Regions from separate parts of the Macaca mulatta genome. Here region 2 is linked to region 1. Evidence: chromatin contacts called from public Hi-C data. All regions are on one chromosome and are shown on one strand. The core of a region is the stretch at or near the end of the contact, and the rest is flanking DNA. Distances in the headings are between cores, read along the strand shown.

The links. Hi-C and Micro-C count contacts between places; a contact is called where the count stands out from the background.
Region 2: a Hi-C map of fetal cortex germinal zone shows a contact between it and region 1, with 6 times the contacts expected there. The contact joins the enhancer-like site here to the promoter of BTG1 in region 1. A contact is called at or near these places in 4 of 14 Hi-C or Micro-C datasets (fetal cortex germinal zone, fetal cortical plate, fibroblasts and 1 more).

Annotation. Positions count from the first base shown.
Region 1 is chr11:99,469,457-99,475,667 of T2T-MMU8v2.0, reverse strand. BTG1 (BTG anti-proliferation factor 1) reads left to right here and starts at 3,954. Exons shown (of 2, transcript NM_001266672.1): 1 at 3,954-4,369; 2 at 5,310-6,211. The coding sequence starts at 4,222. The coding sequence ends at 5,677. LOC144332708 reads left to right here and starts at 1,338. Exons shown (of 2, transcript XM_077953222.1): 1 at 1,338-2,165; 2 at 3,188-3,859. The coding sequence starts at 2,057. The coding sequence ends at 3,426.
Region 2 is chr11:99,878,015-99,884,225 of T2T-MMU8v2.0, reverse strand. No RefSeq gene overlaps it. Among named protein-coding and RNA genes, the nearest start is that of PLEKHG7, 130 kb to the left of the region's middle. Within about 2 kb of position 2,610, at least 7 of the 40 cell types and tissues checked have an H3K27ac peak or open chromatin away from gene starts, as enhancers often do. A contact at or near this core is called in fetal cortex germinal zone, where this site is marked.

The DNA.
Region 1 (6,211 bases), core at 2,705-5,204:
GCCCCAGCCACTCAAGAAGCTGAGTGGAAAGATGAGCTTGAGCCCAGGAGGCGGAGGTTGCAGTGAGCTGTGATCGCACCACCACACTCCAGCCTGGGCAACAGAGTGAGTCTCAAAAAAAAAAAAAACAAAAAAAACAAACCAAAAAAAGCATGTAAAACACTTAGCGCTGATGCATTGTTAATGATAAAATGATAATAACCTGCATTATTACTTTTGTTGTTAAGCAACGCTTCACTCCTTTTTCCTCCCACTCTCCAAACAATCTGAATAGCTTCCACAAGAAGAAACTGAGTTTTGTCTAAAATCATTATGTGTCACCCTCTGATTGCAAGTTCTTTTGTGTTTTCTGAATCGCAGTAGATCTAAACCCAGTGCAAATGTCTTAGCTTGTGTCCTTGGATACTTACGCAAGCAAAGCAAGTCAGGTGTTAGCGGGGAGGCAATTAAAAGTGGTCTCCTCCTTTCTGTGGGTAACCAAAAAATAGATAAATAAGAGGCATAGGTCTCTAGTTGAAGACATAAACCCACAAGAAAAGCTAAATTATTTAAAGATAAATAAAGCTGATCATATAATCTGCCTGCTAAAAATACTCTCAAGTACCCTATGCCTGCCTCCATTTACCAGTTTTTTCAACAATACTTATCCTCCTTGGTTTATACCTTTATGATATTTCAAGATCAGGCCCTTTCCTTTCCTCCAAGGAGAACTAATCTTGGATCACTTTCATTGGCTTAGCTGAGATTGTTCACTTTCGGGGCTTTCTTATTTTTCCTCTGCCCCGAAACACACAAATAAATAAATGCCCTGTTTCTACTTGCCATCAACACTCCATCAAGAACTCTCTCACTTGACTTTTTACTTATTGGTTGTGAGTTTTCTAGATACCTAGCACTCTATCTGGAAGTTGGTGCATAATAGGCACAACTTTAGTGACTGCAGCTAGCTGACTAGCAACAGGCAGGTTGCCTCTGGCTTGGTCTGGAAGGCCCTGGCCCTGAATGTGCCTTCAGGGAAAGGGCGGGTCCAACTGGGGAAACAATATCTAATAGTTGTGCTTTTATTTGTCGACTTATTTTAAAACCCAGGCTCATTTTTTTGAATTTGTTTTGACAGCATTCCTAAGATTTTTAATACTTTGATTAGAAATGTTCTAAGTTTTAGAAATTAATTAGACAGGCCTGGCGTGGTGGCCCACGCCTGTAATCCCTAAACTTTGGGAGGCCGAGGCGGGTGGCTCACCTGAGATCAGGAGTTTGAGACCAGTCTGGCCAACATGGTGAAACACCATCTCTGCTAAAAATACAAAATTTAACCAGGTGTGGTGGTGCATGCCTGTAATCTCAGCTACTCAGGAGGCTAAGGCAGGAGAATCACTTGAACCCGGGAGTCGGTGGCTGCAGTGAGCTAAGATCGTGCCACTGCACTCCAGCCTGGGTGACTGAGTGAGACTGTGTCTCAAAAAAAAAAAAAAAAAAAAATTTCATAAATTACTATCAAATTGCATGATAATAACACAGTACTTGGGAGAGCCTTGGTAAACTTAGCATAACACAGAAAGCACCTTTATAATTCAAAAAGTGTCAAGAAATACCTGCTTGTTTCCCAGATGGGAAGGGCCTGACAAAACTTCCAGAAAATGTGACTAAACGTATATATGTCAGGAATTGAAAACTATTAGCAATTAACATTCTGCACCATCTAAGACTTGTGTTTAAGACTAATGTTTATTTCCAGTTTTTTTTCCTGAGTACTCTCTAGATTTCCCAGGTTAAAAATTGCTATAGTTTCTCAAATCAATTTGTCTCCTAATGGGATGATTTAAGGTGGGAAACACACATATACAATAAAAAAAAACTCAGGGCGGGAAGTAACTCTCCCTGAGTCTGTGGATTAAACTTTCTGTTAACCCTGTTCAACTGGTTTTATAAGGCTTTCAGAAGGGGTCCTGCTGCTGCTAGTGCAGGCAGTTAAAAATAGTGTGGAGAACAAGGGCTTGGGGGAAGTCTGAGTCCAATCCTAGCATTTTGTTGATTTAATATTTCTGTGTTTTAGATGAGTCAATTTAAGCACATGACCGAGAGGCCAAGTTGGAGACCAGGTTTGGAAGAGAAAAACTTTTACTTGACTTCTAATTTGTACTCAGTGACACATGAACGACAATGTAAGTGAACGCAGGGAACTAAGGATGGGTCAGGTTAGGTGGGAGACCAGGAGTTCTTATTCTAATGTTACAGTAATTTCATGAATTTTCTTTTGCTTCTCTATCTTCTTTTTGAGTTGTAAAAGAGGTTTCATGCCTTCAGTGAAATTGTTATTATTTTTAAGCATAGTTCTATCTGAAAAGTTCTAGAAGAAAAAACCCACTATCTTTAATTTTTTCACACGTAACTATTTAGTTATGTGTCCTAATGAAAAAATCTAGAAGTTATTTTTTCAAATCGAGTTTTACATATTTTTAAACAATAAAACGTTTTATCCTGTTTTATAATGTCATATTTTTGCTTCATTTCTATATCCTTTAGCTCAGTATTAAAAAGAAAAAAAAAAACTCAAAGTGGTGTGTTTTGCAATATTGATGACCAACTAAGGTCGGGATATTTATTTCCATCTGGTAGAGTTCAACTTCTGCCTCCTGTTTGCTTTCTCCATCTGCCTGCCTCCCTTCATCTTTTTTTTCTCTTTTCCCCCTTCTCCTTAATGGAGTTGGGGTTAACCCTGTCCTAGGCCTAATCATTTTAGCAGGCTCCCGCCTTCCTGCTACACTGGTTTCTAAGTTTTTTTTTTTTTTTTTGGTAGGGTTTCAAATAAACTTAAAATGTCTACACTTAATACTTTCACAAGCTTCAAATTCTTTTTATTTTATTTTTATAAAGAGCAGGACTCAGGCTAGGAGGGCATTTGGACTAGGTAAAAAAGAAAAATCTTTGGTTTTGTGTACACAAATTTTAAAATACATTGTACAGATTTTTTTTTTTTTTTTTTTGGATACAGACCACTCTTTACAGGATCTGCGTTATTATATTTGCCTTCAGTAACTGGCTCTCCTGTCCGCATCCAGTAAGGTTTCCACTCTTCTCTTCATTGACTGGTGAAGTTACTGAAACAGCAACCACAAATGGCCTTACTAACCTACTTATTTTGCAATTACACTTTTACAAAGATATCCCACTACTCTTCCCCTAGGGTGGAGCAGAAACGGCTCCGCGGCGTTGGCAGCTCGTTTGCGAGGGACCCTGGCTCCCCGAGGCTGCAGTCTTTTTCCCTGGACTGAACGCCCCGCGGGACCGTTCCCTCCACTTTCCCCCGCACTCGCGGAGCGCACCGCCAGCACACACAGCGCTGGAGCCCGCATCGCCCGGCACCACACGCGCCTCCGGCTTGAGGAGCCAGTCACCGAGATCCGGAGCGGGAACGAGATGTAAACACGGAGTGGGAACATGCAGCCCGATCTGAGAAGGCGGCGCGAGAGTAGACACAGCCTGCGCCAGGCGGCTCTTATTTATCCAGCACTTACACTCCAGGGCAAGCGGGCCCAGGCAGCGCACTCTTGCAGAAGGATGCACTGGCGCAGAGCCTGGACCTGCTGAAGCGGGAAGGCGGAGCTAGGGCTGGGGGCGGAGCTTTCACACGCGCACCCTCGCTTCCCTCCGTCCTTCGACACAGCAACTGGGTCTCCAGCCGCCACTCCGGGTTTATTTGTTTACAAGCGGATTACGTCAGCTCCTCCCTCTCTTCCCTGTCTCTGGACCCGCCTCCTGGACTCTTTTCCCGCCCCTTTCGGCCCCGAACCGGCTTGCGTCACAATGGTGCGATATTCGGATTGGCTGGGGTCGGCCGTCACGCTCCAGCTACGCCACTTCCTTTTCGTGGCACTATAAAGGGTGCTGCACGGCGCCTGCATCTCTTCGCCCCTTGGAGCTGGAAATGCGATTCTTGAGATATTCGGATGCTGGGGAGCTGGAGGCGGAGGCGGCTGGGGAGGTCCGAGCGATGTGACCAGGCCGCCATCGCTCGTCTGTTCTTCTCTCCTGCCGCCTCCTGTCTCGAAAATAACTTTTTTAGTCTAAAGAAAGAAAAAAAAAAGTAGCCGTCTGCCCCTCACGCCCTCTCTTCCTCTCAGCCTTCTGCCCGGTGAGGAAGCCCGGGGTGGCCGCTCCGCCGTCGGGGCCGCGCCGCCGAGCCCCGGCCGCCCCGGGCCGTCCCCGCACGCCGCCCCCATGCATCCCTTCTACACCCGGGCCGCCACCATGATAGGCGAGATCGCCGCCGCCGTGTCCTTCATCTCCAAGTTCCTCCGTACCAAGGGGCTCACGAGCGAGCGACAGCTGCAGACCTTCAGCCAGAGCCTGCAGGAGCTGCTGGCAGGTGAGCAGGGCGAGGGCGTCGGAGGGACGCGGGCCCCACATCCCTGGGTCAGAGTCCGGCCGTCGGGGCTGCGGGAACCTCGGCAGCGCCCCGGGGCCGGTCGCGCTTGGGCCCCACCGCGGGACCGGTGTGGTCGCGCTGGGTGGCCGCTAACAGCGGCTCCCCGCGAGGCTTTGGGGGCTGGACGGAGGGCGCCCCCTCCCCCCAGTTGGCAAAACGGAGTGGAGAAGAAAACACGCACAACAAAGAAACTTAAACCCACCGAGGCGGGAGCTGCGGTCCGTGGACCGTCGGCGGATTTGGGGACAAAGGAGCCGCGGGGCTGGGGTGGGTTCGACGCCCCCTTCCCTCAGTCCTCTCCAACCGTTGCGTGGTCGGCGGCCCAGCCCCGGGGTGGGAAGCCGCGCCACTGCTCCGGAGCCAGCTCAGAACGGACGTGCAGTCTCCCCGCGCCTCCTGCTCCTGCCCATTAATCATCGGATTTGTCACCGGCACAATTACAGCCCTTCCCAGAGCGTGGTTTAGGGTTGCTTGTTTTTCTTCCCTTCGGGGTTAACAGTCCGATGGCGCTTCTCATCTCCAAAGCCACCAACTCCATTGTGTGCATCTGGGGTGGGGTGGAGAAAGTAAACAGTTTCTCGCCTGGCCATAGGTGCCACTGGCTTCCCGGCTGGCCGAGGCTGCGCGCCTGATTCCTGTTTTGGCGGCTCAACCAGTTGGTTCCTGGAGATTGTTTTGTCCCGTACTACTGCGTTATTTCTAAAACCCTGCCCGCTTTTTCTCCATCCCCGCACATACACAACAACGGATGCAATCCTGGACATTTTAAAAAGTTGATAGTTTTCATTTTCGCTCCTCAAGGGATCCTGGGGTAGGAGGAAATCACACTGGGAGCTAACGATCCTAATTGTTGTTTCTCTGTTCTTCTTTTTTTCTATAGAACATTATAAACATCACTGGTTCCCAGAAAAGCCATGCAAGGGATCGGGTTACCGTTGTATTCGCATCAACCATAAAATGGATCCTCTGATTGGACAGGCAGCACAGCGGATTGGACTGAGCAGTCAGGAGCTGTTCAGGCTTCTCCCAAGTGAACTCACACTCTGGGTTGACCCCTACGAAGTGTCCTACAGAATTGGAGAGGATGGCTCCATCTGTGTGCTGTATGAAGCCTCACCAGCAGGAGGTAGCACTCAAAACAGCACCAACGTGCAAATGGTAGACAGCCGAATCAGCTGTAAGGAGGAACTTCTCTTGGGCAGAACGAGCCCTTCCAAAAACTACAATATGATGACTGTATCAGGTTAAGATATAGTCTGTGGATGGATCATCTTATAATGATGGATAAATTTGATTTTTGCTTTGGGTGGGCTCCTCTTGGGGATGGATTATGGAATTTAAACCATGTCACAGCTGTGAAGATCTGGCACAAGATAGAATGGTAAAAAAAAAATTTTTTAAGTGACAGTGCCATAGTTTGGACAGTACCTTTCAATGATTAATTTTAATAGCCTGTGAGTCCAAGTAAATGATCACTTTATTTGCTAGGGAGGGAAGTCCTTAGGGTGGTTTCAGTTTCTCCCAGACACACCTGAATTTTTACATCAGTCCCTTTAAAGAAAATCTGTATTTCAAAGAACCTTTCTCTGCAGTAAATCTCGCAGAGGAATTTGCACTATTACACTTGAAAATTGTTACTGTTAACCTTTTTGGCAGCTCAATAGGAAAGCTGAACGTTTTAAACATGGTAGTACTGGAAATTTTACAAGACTTTTACCTAGCACTTATGTATAAATGTACATAAAGACAAACTAGTAAGCATGACCTGGGGAAATGGTCAGA
Region 2 (6,211 bases), core at 1,361-3,860, 410 kb before region 1:
AAACACTGGATTGTAAGACCTCTTCCAGGCCTGATTTCCTGAATACAGAGTAAAGTCCAGATATTCATGCCTAGTTAGCTAGAGTGGTAGGAGAATACTGTTATTCTCTCGTTGGGAGAACGCTCTTCTGAGGTCAAAAGTATTGAAATGGGACTATTATTTTAGATCTGTCAAATTCCCGCCACTGGGACCAGAGGGGATGTGGGCAAATCAGTGTGAGTAGACTATTAATATTAAAGGTAATGATAATAATAATAATTAGCATTTATTGAACAACTACTAGGTGTTAGTACTGTAAAGTATTTAGGTATGTCCTCTGCACAAATCTGAGGGCCATTTTTTTAAGATGAGGAGACAAATTCTGGGAGGATCAGCAACTTACTCAGACAGTAAGTAGGCTATTTAAGATTCCAACCCAGACCTTCCCACCTCCAATCCCCAAATCTAAGGGTTCATGTGATATGATATTAACCACAGATGAATAGCTCCAGCTATGCCTATGAAGAGCTACTTTAAAGTTACTAACCATTCATTTAGCAATTATTTACCAATACCTCCTTTATTATAGGCAATGCGCTGCTGAACAACAGAGACATGGCCTCTGACCTCATGGTGGAGGAGAAAAACAATCAAATAGTTATGCAAATAAACATATAATTACAAACTGTGCTATGTGCTATGATGAGAAGGTACAGAAAAGTGGTAGATCATATCACAAGGGGCCTAAGCTAATCTAGCAGATCAGAAAGGACTTCCTGGAGGCAGTGAAAATTGAGTCAATACCAGAGGGGTGAGTGTAGTTAACTAGGAGGAAGGCAGGGGAAATGAGAGGAGAAAATTCCTGGGAGAATGATGAGCATGTACAAAGGCCCTGAGGCAGGAGGAAAGAACTTTGAGTCTGTGGTAGTTGCACACTGCTGGCCCATGGGATAAGTTTAATTTGTAAATATTTTTCTGTTTTTTTGGCTCACAGACTCTTTTGTAAAGATTTGAGCCCCAAAGAGTAAATATTCTGATTTCAAGCTCCTCTTGAATCATCAAATGATGTGGCAACTCTGGGTCCTCTGGGCTTCATGGCTGCAATACAAGTGCTTGTATCTGGCCAGTATTTTTTGTTTGTTTGTTTGTTTTGGTTATGAGATGGAGTCTCGCTCTGTCGCCCAGGCTGGCGTGCAGTGGCGTGATCTCGGCTCACCGCAACCTCTGCCTCTCGGGTTCAAGCGATTCTCCTGCGTCAGCCTCTCGAGTAGCTGAGACTACAGGCATGTGCCACCACACCCAGCTAATTTTTGTATTTTTAGTAGAGACGAGGTTTCACTGTGTTAGCCAGGATGGTCTTGATGCTGGGATTACGGACACGAGCCACCACATCCAGCGGTGTCTGGCCAGTTTAAGTGGGGCACACACTGTCCATTTCATCAGTCTTCCTACTCCTAATTGTCTCCCTAACATCAAAGTGAGGCTTCAGTTATTGTTTATCATCATATTTGCACTGTTGCTTTTCTTCTAGTGGAGAATCGTTTCTTGATATTGTTGTCTCCACCAAAAATTAAAGATAGACCAAGAGGATCATGTGCTTTTCCTCAAACTCAGTGTGTGCCATTCATGTACTTTATTGGTCGGTGACTGTGGGCATTTAAATTTCCCCCGCTCTTACTTTGGAGGAAACAGAATAAAGGCCCATAAGGTGTCTCGCTATGTAACTGTCTAAAATCTGTTGACTGTTTTCTCTACTACCAATGCTTGGTGAGAATGGGAAGTGAACTCTACCCCCTGGGTAGGCAGGGAGAGCTGAATATCTCATGGATTTTATAGTCAAAGATATAAAAAAACCCTAGCTCTACTCTTCTAAAATGTAAGACTGCATCTGTTTTTATTTGCTACTCAATTTATTATGAATTTATACTATATTAAGCAAAACAGATCTCCAGATCCCCTGCCCTGGAGAACATACGTTACTCATTTTTTTCTTTGTCAGAGAAATTAATCTTGCCATCTCCAAACCCTTGTTTCTTACCTATTAGCAAGACATTAAAAATTAATCGTGAATGTTTCCTAAACACGTATAAACACATCACGTAAGTGCAAGTATCTCTGGTATCATGAAGAGTCCTGGTCTGTGACCTAAGAAACAGTTTGCAGTTAGTTTTGCACAGTTAATATGTTACCCAAAGATATGCCACATATTCAGAGCACTAGAGGAACTCACTGGGGGAGCTTGTGAAGCATTTTGTAAAGCAAAGACCTTGAAGGTAATATGCAAAGTCACTCAATATATTCTTTTTGTAAGAACGGAGTATTCTATTAGGAATTAATACAGCGCCTTTGCATTATATATGTGCTATGATGCCTAAAATGTCAGTTTCCTTATATGTAACCAAAATTACTAATGGATTTCTATTCATGTTTGCCTTATGCATCCTGGTCTACAGTTTTTCTCTTGCTTGCTTTTCTTCTTTTTGCCATGTGTCACAAGCCCTGCTACACATCAACTCTTCAGCTTAAACTCAACCAGCAGAGGGTACTGTTCGAGCACTTTAAATGAACTCCTCATCTTTGTCTTCTTTTCCAAAGAGAACAATATCGGAATAATAGGCTGGGATGATATTCAATAGGCAAGATGCTGGCAAGAGAGTATGCATCAGTGATCAGGTTTCAGTATCACTTTGCAGAAAAATCCCTTTGTTCTCTGCTGTACAAAAGGACATTCCTTGCAAAATGCACATACAGTTTCTGGTGATAAACACATGTGTTTAAAGGTAGATGAAGGGCATGCTGGTGGTAGAGTGGAATCTGCTTCTAAATTTACTAAAGACTTGTATCCCTTTTAGGCTTGGGGTTCTGAATCAAGATATCAGCCCCACGTGTTCTCGGCTTACTGGTAAATGATCATGAATAATTCCGGTAGTAGCAAATGACATAATAAAATAATCAGGCATTCCCTGCCCTTTGTAGATCAATGAGCACAGATGTCTCCAAATGGAAGAGGGTACTGGAGAACACTTTACATCTTGTTGGGTTTGAACATTAGAGAATTAAAGGCTGTTTATCAAAATAAAGTGAGCATCTCCCTGTTCTGAAATCATGTTCAGCATTAAACATATTGTAGAAGAACACTTTGTCACTTAAATTTTACATACATTTGATCAACTGTATCTAAGAGTGGATTGCACATATCTTAGGAACATTTGTATACTTGAGTTTTTATATTAACCATTTAAACACTTTATCAAAATGAGAAAATTCCATATGATAACAATAACAAAAGACAAAAGCACTCCAGCTGAAGAGTAATCGTTCCTGTCCCAGTCTTCTTATCCTGAATGTCTCTCCACATATGTAACTTTTAATTTTTATAGCATGTTTTGGTTAGCAACCTCTCTGTCTCTGAATAATATGCTTACATTGATAACTCTTGAGTTATTAGTTTTATATATATTTGTTTTCCTACACTGACAGATGAGAATGTAACTTAAATCACTCAATATCTCCTGTTAGTCATATTTCTATTTTAGATCTTTATTGATTATCTGAGGAGAACATTTGTTCCTTTAACAGCAAGCAATTTATCATGAGTCCTCATTTTTTCATTCCGTATCTGCCACTTCCATCTCCCAATAAAAAGGCATTCTCCCTTTTTCTTGAGCATCTAGTATTGCCGACGTGAAATGTAATGCCAGCTTGATCCTCATTCTTTGGCAGATGGTCTGCTTTTCCTTTCTGCTTTTTTCTCGCAGCCATGATCCTAGATGGAGGTCTTCTTACAGCCACTGGCAAGCTCTTCTGATCTGAAATCTTGGCTTTCAGCTATACGAACTCTCCTGTATCATTCAAATTAACAATTTGCTTCCCTCCGTTTTTGCTGTTCCTGTACAATGTTGAGATGATAAGATTTGCCTTCTGCTCTCTAATTGTAATTCCACCATCTTTGTCTGAAACTTTGTAAATCAATAAATAGTGTTTACATGGGGACTCAAAACCGTATTGTTTATCACAGTGTCAAAAAGTATACTCACATATTTCCTGTTTTGTACAGCTTTTAATTTTTCTGAAGTTGCGAGCTAGCTTTTAAAAATTACTATTTGCTCTTGTGACATGCTCAACATTTTTGTCCATGGAGTCAGAGATTTGGTTCAAAATTTTCCAGAAACTTCCTTCTTCTGAAGCTACTTCAGGAAGAGTGCTTCATCCTGTTATTCTTGTCTGTACTTGTTGTCTAGGCCTCCTATACAACTGTCTCTGCTTTGTTGGGTTGCTTTCCTTATTTGTGGAACTCCAGCCTTTTGTTGGAACTCCAGGAGTTGACTAAGAAACTGTATGTGAGATGCAACTTTTCTGATTCTTTGATTGTGTGAAGATCAGTACACGCAAGTGTGATCTATGTTCACACCTGTGTAGTAATTTAATTAGGTATAGCGAATGTAGTTTAAAAATATATTTTCCTCAGAATTTTAAAGGCATTATTCCTTTTTCCTGAGCACTTAGTATTGCTGATGTGAAATTTAATGACAGTTTGATTCTCATTCTTTTTCAGATGACATGATCTGCTTTTCCTTTCTGCTTTTTGCTTTGAGCCATGATCATAGGTGGAAGTCGTTTTACAGTCACTGGTGGGCTCTTCCAATCTGAAATCTTAAGGCTTTCAAATGAACAGAATCTCTTGTATCATTCAGATTAGCAATTTGCTTCCCTCCAGTTTTGTTACTTATTTTGCATAATTCCTATTATCTGTTAGTCTTCCTGGTCTTTTTTTTTTTTTTAACAGTAAAATAGTAACCAATATTATCTATTTTTAAAAAATACTTTAAGTTCTAGGATACATGGGAAGAACGTGCAGACAGGTTTGTTACATAGGTATACACGTGCCATGGTGGTTTGCTGCACCCACCAACCTGTCCTCTGCATTAGGTATTTCTCTTAATGCTATCCCTCCCCCAGGTCCCCACCTGCCGACAGACTCTGGTGTGATGTTCCCCGCCCTGTGTCCATGTGTTCTCATTGTTCATCTCCCACTTATGAATGAGAACATGTGGTATTTGGTTTTCTGTTCCTGTGTTAGTTTGCTGAGAATGATGGTTTCCAGCTTCATCCATGTCCCTGCACAGGACATGAACTCATTGTTTTTTATGGTTGCATAGTATTCCATGACATATATGTGAAACATTTTCTTTATCCAGTCTATCATTGGTGGGCATTTGGGTTGGTTCCAAGTCTTTGCTATTGTGAACAGTGCTGCAATGAACATATGTGTGCGTGTGTCTTTATAGTAGAATGATTTATAATCCTTTGGGCATATACCCAGTAATGGGATTGCTGGGTCAAATGGCATTTTAGTTCTAGATCCTTGAGGAATTGCCAGACTGTCTTCCACAATGGTTGAACTAGTTTACAGTCCCACCAACAGTGTAAAAGCGTTCCTATTTCTCCTCATCCTTTCTAGCATCTGTTGTTTCCTGACTTTTTAATGATCGCCATTCTAACTGGTGTGAGATGGTGTTTCACTGTGATTTTGATTTGCATGTCTCTAATGACCAGTGATGAGCTTTTTTTTCATATGTTTATTGGCCACCTTAATGTCCTTTTGAGAAGTGTCTGTTCATATCCTTCACCCACTTTTCGATGTTTTTTGTTGTTGTTGTTTTGTTTTGTTTGTAAATTTGTTTACGTTCTTTGTACATTCTGGATATTAGCCCTTTGTCAGATGGGTAGATTGCAAAAGTTTTCTCCCATTCTGTAGGTTGCTTTTTCACTCTGATGACAGTTTCTTTTGCTGTGCAGAAGCTTTTTAATTAGATCCCATTTGTCAATTTTGGCTTTTGTTGCCACTGCTTTTCATTCAGGACATAGGCATGGGCAGACTTCATGACTGGTTTGATCTTTTTGTCTATTTTTTATTTCGTCTTCTGGGTGACTTTTGTGATTTTTTCAAATGTATTTCTCTTTTTTATGTTGGCAATCATATTTTTAAAATCAAACCTTTTAAATCTCAGTTTGTTCATTTTTCAGAGTATCCAGTTCTTGCCTAATGAAAGCATCGTATTCTTGAATCTTTCTAAGGATGTTGGAATTTCTGCAAAAAATTTTTTTTTTTTTTTGTAATATGGCTTTCTGTTTTGTAATCAGCTTTTCTTGTTTGTCTTGATTACAGTGTCTCATATTCAGAAGTTTTTCCAAGTGTATGGGAATATTTGGTTTTCTGTTGACATTTTAG